Linked DNA regions of Mus musculus: region 2 is linked to region 1. The links are chromatin contacts, called in public promoter capture Hi-C maps. All regions are on one chromosome and are shown on one strand. Each heading gives the region's core, a stretch centred on a gene start, on an enhancer-like site or on the middle of the called end of the contact. The rest is flanking DNA. Distances are from core to core; before and after follow the strand shown. Region 1 overlaps Rmnd1 (required for meiotic nuclear division 1 homolog). Region 2 overlaps Syne1 (spectrin repeat containing, nuclear envelope 1).

Region 1 (3,417 bases), core at 643-3,142:
CTAGCCTAGTCATCCGATGCAAGTACTTGGGAGTAGAGCCCGGGCGGGGCTGCTGCTGACCTCAATGGTGATGAGGATGACGATCATCCACTCCAAGCGGAGTGCTCGCTTCTCATTGAGGTGATTCCGCATTAGGTCTGTTAGTTCCATGCAGTGCTGCAGTTTTTCATTCATGACCTGCAAGAAAGAGAAAACAGGTAAGATATGCTAGGTCATCAAATTCTTATGCTTAGTCCTCTAAGATGACCAGCGGTTAGCAAAGGGTGTTTAATGACTCCATCTAGAAACCTTTTTGTAATGCAGTTTTGTTTTATTGTGTATGTTTATGAATGTACATGTGCATAGATGCCTGTGGGGCCAGCTTGTACTAAGCGTTTGTGAGCGAGCTATATGGGTGCTGGGATCTGGTTTGTTTTTTTTTTTTTTTTGGTTTTTCAAGACAGGGTTTCTCTGTGTAGCCCTAGCTGTCCTGGAACTCAGAAATCTGCCTGCCTCTGCCTCCTGAGTGCTGGGATTAAAGGCGTGCGCCACCATACCCAGCCCCGATCTGTTCTTTTGAGAGAGTTTCTCTGTACAGCCCTGGCTTCCCTGGAGCTCCCTCTGTATACCAGGCTGGACTCAAACTTTGCCTGCCTCCTGAGTGCTGGGATTAAAGGCGTGCAGCACCACTGCCCGGCAGATGCTGGGATCTTAACTCTGTACAGGACACACTCCTAATCAAGCCATCTCCGCACCCGCTTATTTTGAGATGGGGTCTCATGTAACCTAGGGTGGCCTTAAGTCTTCTTGCTACCACCTCCAGGAATGCTGGTATTCCATGGGCCACCACATGAAATCAGTGCTGGCTACTGAACTTGAGGCTTCATGCTTGATGGCAAACTAAACTACCAGGTCAGTTTTATTTCTTGGTCCCTTTGTATTGCAGTTTAAAAAGAAACCCTGCATACTAATCCATGACTGATGGATGTTTAAGAAATAGCATTTTGTTACGGGAACAAGAAACTTTATTAAGCATGACAAAGACTGATTTGGCACTTTTCCTCTCTCTCTTTTCTCTATGCTCATACCCTTTCTCTCTTTCTCTGTCCCCCATCCCTCCCAATGGCAACTCCTCCTGGCCTCAATTCCCAATAAACCTGCCTTTAATATGATCTTAAAAAAAAAAAAAAAAAAAAAAAAAGACTGATTTGGCACAGGGGCTAAGCTAATAAGGCTTTTTACTCAAACATGTAGTACCTGTAACAGAAACTCACCACTAGATGGCACCATCACTAGCTGAACTGGCAAAGGTTCTCGGTTATGACGCCTTGGATAAGCTGGAGTGGGGTATGGATGGGAGTTGCACCAAATAGCATCTGACTTTAAACCTGGATGTGAGTGTAGCTATCTACCTTCTTAGAACCTGTGCACTTCTGAAAGCTGTAAAGTCGGAACATTTATAGTTAGTGAGTGCAGGTTTGGCCAGTATGAGCAGCAGTCTAGGCAGGGATTCCATGGTGTAGCATCCAGATTTCCAGTATGTAGCATCATAGCAGGTCATATTCAGGGTTTGGCACAGAGCATTTAACTGCTTTACCAATTAGGGTCAACACACAGAACACAGCGGTTGATAGAATCACATTGTAGCTTCTAACCTATAAATGTCAGGGTGGCACTGCGGTCCTTTGTGGTCTTTGTCCACTGCTTAGTCTTGGCCTCTGGTGTGCTCATCTTTTAAGATCCTCTCTCCATTTCAACTGTACACAGCACAGAGAGCATGCTCCTCCCCAACTTTACTGCTTTAACAGCAATCTGTGCAGTGTTCCTGTAACAACGTTAAAGACTCCTGGGGCCTCGAGAGAGCTCAGCGGTAGGAGTGTGACTGCTCCTGCAGAGGACACCCAGGCTGCTCCCCAGAACTCCTATCAGCAGTTCACAGCTGCCTGTGACTCCGCACAGACACACATAAGACAGATAAGGAGCATTCCTGGAGGTGAATATTGTGAAATCTCAGTCCTGGAGCAAAGGCAGGCGGCAGATTTCAGAATCTAGAGCCAGCATGATCTACATAGCAAGTTCTTGGCCAGCCAGAGCTACACTGACCCCATCTTGAAACAAGAAGTCCCTTGATGATTAAACTTAAGTTTTCTTTAGTTCAAAGCTGGATTAGCCTAAGCCAAAGCAGTTTCAGACTCAGGAGACTAACTGCTGGTTTAGTGGATACCTAAGAATGTCAGTACAGAGAGCCTGAGATCACTTGGAGACCCAGGAAGGGAAATGCAGCTAGATGAATCCAGTAAGAATTTCCAAGGAAAGGGAGAGCAGAGGTCAGGAAACGTGGTGGTGGTGCAGGCAGCAGTGTACAGCCCTGAGCTCACGGCTAGATCCTGACCAATTCATTAAGCTTACGTGGGAACAGGCCAATTCTAAGAGGGGGAGCTGCCTACATCTTGGTGGCAGTCATACTCCATCTCATTGTAATGACTATTATAACAAAGCACACCAAGAGACATCAAAGGGGAAACTAGAATACTTCAGTATGGCTGCACCTAGAAGCTTGTCACAAGGGGCTTTATTTTCAGAAGTGGAGACAGCATTTGCATCGCATGCGCCTATTCTAAGCATCCTAGTCTGAGAGACCTCACGGAACCACTTCCTCCCGCACAGCTCACTAACCCCTCCGCAACACGCTACTCGCCTGCCAGCCACTCCATACTTAGGGAATCAACATCCTTTTGAGACCGGGTCTCATGGAACCCAGGCTGGCTTCTAACTCACTCTGTAGCCAGGGTCTTATGCGGATATGTAGGTCAGTGTTTATGAAGTAGGCTGCTAAAAAGTCAGCAGGCCTCCCGACTTGTTTTAAACAGAACACAGCAAAAAGGATGAGTTGCCTGGGCCTGTAAATAGGCAGTGAGACACTGCCTCATGTGTTCTCTAGCACTGCCTTACCGTGTACACAATGGTTAGTAGGTGCCCTGTGCAGAAGCGTCTGTGGTAAGGAGCTGAAACCTTAGTGTATGAGCCGCCATGTGAAAAGGCAGGAAGCCGGTCCTTCCCAGGCAGGCAGGCCGCAACTGCTTGCAGCTCTATGAGAGGCCCTGGCCCAGGAAACTAGGACAAAGCTGCTGTCAGCTGCTAGTTTTAGGGAAACTGTACGGCAGTTAGCTGATGCCAGTGCTGGAGAGGCCTCATTGACACACAACTCTGGTCTCTCCCTCACATCTTCATCTTCAGCCTGTGTACTCTCCAATCAGGAAAGCCATACTTGTTTCATCTGTCCAGACAACCTGGATTAGCAAATGTCTCAGACATCTGGAATATGGAACTACTACAGAGGAAGACTGAAGTTACCCTCTAGTGTCTATAAGGCATGTGCACATCTACATGTATATATACAATGAACACAAGCAAGTATCACACCACATGTAACATGCA
Region 2 (3,417 bases), core at 472-2,971, 780 kb after region 1:
TCCCAAGCCAGGCAGACTGCGGGGCACTCTAGTGTATCTAAAACATAGTTTGTCAAAAGGTCTAAAATAGGTCTATCCTGTGTATTTAACACCTACCCTAAGAAGTTACAAGAGTTTCAAAAGCCTGAAACCACTATTTCTCAATATGCCATCTTTAGATGGAATGTGTACATTTTTATCTTAAAGTGAAAGGCGGTGTATTGCAAAAGAAAGCGCTCGTACTGGACAGCACACCATGAAGTCCACGTTTATAGTAGAGTCCAAATGGAGTGTAGAGCGGTAGTGTGTGTGTGTGTGTGTGTGTGTGTGTGTGTGTGTGTGCGCGCGTGAATCACAGCTCTATAGCCTCGTTTCTAAAGCTGATAAGCTGTGCTGTCTCTAACAGACATGTCTGTCACTTTGCGCTTTTATCTCTCTCTTAAGATTCATATTTTATTGTTTATATATGTGTACATGTGTTTCTGTGTAAGTGCCACGTGTGTGGGGTTGTCTGAAGAGGCCAGAAGAGGGCATCTGATCCTCTGGAGCAAGAGATTTGAATAGCCATGAATCTCTCAGAGGGGTGCTGGGAAGCAGGAAGTGCTCTTACCCACTGAGCCGCCTCTCCAGCTCCTGCTCTGTTCTGTGATGGTCCCCTAAGTGGGTCTAGTTGCACTGGACTGCTCTTTCATTTCCTGTGTGCTAGAATTATTGATGTGTACTGAACACCTGGCTTTTTTTGTTCAGTTACATGTAATTACTTTTATGTCTAGGACTGTTTGGTCCATGTGTGTGTGTGTGTGTATGTATATATGTATGTATACACACATACATATGCACCACTTGTGTGTCTGATAGCCTAGAGGTCAGAAGATCATATCAGATCCCTGATACTAGAGTTATACGTGGTTGTGAACCACCAGGAGGGTGCTAGGAACTGAACCTGGATTCTAGGCAAAAAGCACCATGCATCAATCTATGGGGCCTATAGGTCAATTAACAACTAAAAACATCTTTCTTGCCCTCTGCTTTTGGGGGGGGGGGACTGTCATATGCTGCTGGGTCCTAATTAGCATTGTGCAGTACTTTCCTATGTCGTGTGGACTCAGCACCCAGACTAAAGCAGGTCTCCACATCCTTAGACCTCAGTTTTGCCACATAAGTGACATTAAAGCACTGAGTAGGTCTCACTGGCAGTGCCCACTCGCCATGTGTGATTTTAGCATACATTTTAAGCTGTTGCCTTTTGGGTAGCATCTTTCTAAATTAGATTTATGGAATCAGCTCTTTCTTCACATAGATCTTGACTCTTTCTCTAACTTGCATAAGCTTTGAAAAATGACTGGAGTCAGAGCAACACAAGATGAAAACTTAGAACTCTTTCCCACTGAAATCTGGGGAGCATTCCCTGATGAGGCCAATTTGGGATATAAATTTCATATTTGTTCTTACAACAAAGGCTCATAACTAAACAAAATCAATCTGGCAACTAGAAGAAAAGACAGCTAGTATCAGAAAAATCCCCAAGCAACACCAACGCATGTAGTTTTCTAAAATTAGAATCCAGGTCTGATTTCCTCTGTTTCCTTCTTAGACCCCACCCACCCTGAAGGAGTGGTGGCAACTCCCACCTTTTGGAATCTTGCTCACTCCAACAAGAACTGCTGCCCTGTTCTCCCCACGAGGAGCCTGACAGGCCAGCTACAGTGTACTCTGAATCCATCTCGCAGGAAGCTGAAGTCATTGAGATTGCTATTTTTACCTGGTGCTCAGCCATCTGGCTCTCTGGACTCCGGCTGGGCTCGAGGCTCTCACCTAGCTTCATCTCCATGGCCTCCATTTTAGTCGAGATGGATTGGAGAGAGTCTTGGTACTTCTGCTGGCGTTCCAAAACTTCGTAGAGAGTCCGCTGTTTCTCACTGATCTGAACAAGAAAAGAGACCTTACCAACAGCTTCCTGCTTCTTATCTTGCAGGTTGTGACATTTCTTTCCTCACAGCTTTACTCAAGGGCATCTGACTGTCTCCTAGATGTGTAACTCTGCGTGCATTTCATAAGATGATACTGAAAGCGATGGATGTCTGAGGAGCTTGAACAGTTCAACGCTTTAAAGACTTACCACGTTTTTTAAGGTTTCCCAGGAACGTTGTAAGTCACCCAGCTTGGCAGTCGCTGAAGGCTCCAGTCCTGGCTCATACAACTCTTGGGATACAGCAGCACTGGGGGGAATTCTTGCAGCATCTGTCTGCAACCCCTCGGCTGACAGAGCTTGGTAGTACGCAATGTCCTGGGTGGAGAGTAGAGTGTCAGAGTGAAGGAAAGGCAAGTTCAGTGCGCTTAGGAAACTATTCTTAATGCAGTGGAAAGGCTTAAGATTTACATTCATTGTTGGTGCCGTGAAAATAACATTTAAAAATAATGCTTGAAAATAACATTTAAAAATAAAGAATTTAAAAGATAACAAGTGCATTATAATTGCTTTAGCAATCTCATAAATATGAAAAAATGTATATCAACATTTCACATTGCCAAAGTACCTTCTTGTTTTATATTTGGTAAAATGGTAATGCAAACTATTCATGCAGTAGCCCCTATTTAACAGGTTTATTTCTATTTAATCAGTTACACTTCTATTTAACCAGCACACCCATATTTAACTAGTGTGTCTCTAGTTAACATCTAACTATCTAGTACACTTCTATTTAACAAACACACCTCTAATTTACCAGCACATCTCCACTTAGCCAAAATATCTATATTTAACTAGTACATCTTTACTCTATCTGGATATCTGTAATTAGCCAGCATACCTCTATTTAACTAGCACTGCTCAAATAACCAATGCATCTCTAATTAACCAGTATACTCTATTTAACCAGTACATTTTAATTAATTGGGCACCTCTATTTAGCTAGTACACCTCGAATTAACTACTATGCCTATATTAAACCAATATAGAAAAGGGGTGGGCTCTACCTGATCTAGTTCCCAAAATGGAGTTCACAACATTGGTTAACATTCTGAATAAGTATTGAAAGGGTTTTTTTGTTGTTTATATGTGTGTTTGTGTGTTTGTTTTAAAGATAAATGTACGAGAAGGCAGGAGGATTGGGAGGAGTCCAAGGATACGCTCAGGTACATACCAAGTTTGAAGCTAGCCTGGGCTAGAGGAGACTGTCTCAAAAATGAATCAATCTAGAACTATTAATTTTGTAAATGAGGCCATATTTTACTATTTGTGAGTGAATTATTCACACAAAAATATAATTACTTCAAATATTAAATGGTACAAAAATCTAAGAAACTAATAATTTTAAAAGATCAGTCTAGGCCTAGCAGTGGTGGCACACCCTTTAGTTCCAGCACTTGGGAGGCAGAGGCAAGTGGATCTCTGAGTCCCTGGCCAGCCTGGTCTACAGAGCAAGTTCCAGGACATCC

Evidence for each region. Capture Hi-C pulls out chosen DNA fragments and counts their contacts.
Region 2: a promoter capture Hi-C map of adipose tissue shows a contact between it and region 1. The contact joins two enhancer-like sites. A contact is called at or near these places in 3 of 15 datasets of contacts at CTCF or cohesin (the NIH/3T3 cell line, large pre-B cells and pro-B cells), 2 of 484 Hi-C or Micro-C datasets (bone marrow-derived macrophages and embryonic stem cells), 5 of 115 datasets of contacts at active chromatin or transcription factors (the 230-238 cell line, bone marrow-derived macrophages, embryonic fibroblasts and 2 more) and 2 of 9 other capture datasets (adipose tissue and macrophages).

Annotation. Positions count from the first base shown.
Region 1 is chr10:4,403,814-4,407,230 of GRCm38.p6, forward strand. It overlaps Rmnd1 (required for meiotic nuclear division 1 homolog), which reads right to left. Exons shown (of 13, transcript NM_025343.6): 12 at 61-177. Among named protein-coding and RNA genes, the nearest start is that of Zbtb2, 17 kb to the left of the region's middle. Within about 2 kb of position 1,893, at least 34 of the 459 cell types and tissues checked have an H3K27ac peak or open chromatin away from gene starts, as enhancers often do. A contact at or near this core is called in adipose tissue, where this site is marked.
Region 2 is chr10:5,183,655-5,187,071 of GRCm38.p6, forward strand. It overlaps Syne1 (spectrin repeat containing, nuclear envelope 1), which reads right to left. Exons shown (of 146, transcript NM_001347711.1): 93 at 2,099-2,266; 94 at 1,742-1,903. Among named protein-coding and RNA genes, the nearest start is that of Gm51757, 140 kb to the right of the region's middle. Within about 2 kb of position 1,722, at least 34 of the 459 cell types and tissues checked have an H3K27ac peak or open chromatin away from gene starts, as enhancers often do. A contact at or near this core is called in adipose tissue, where this site is marked.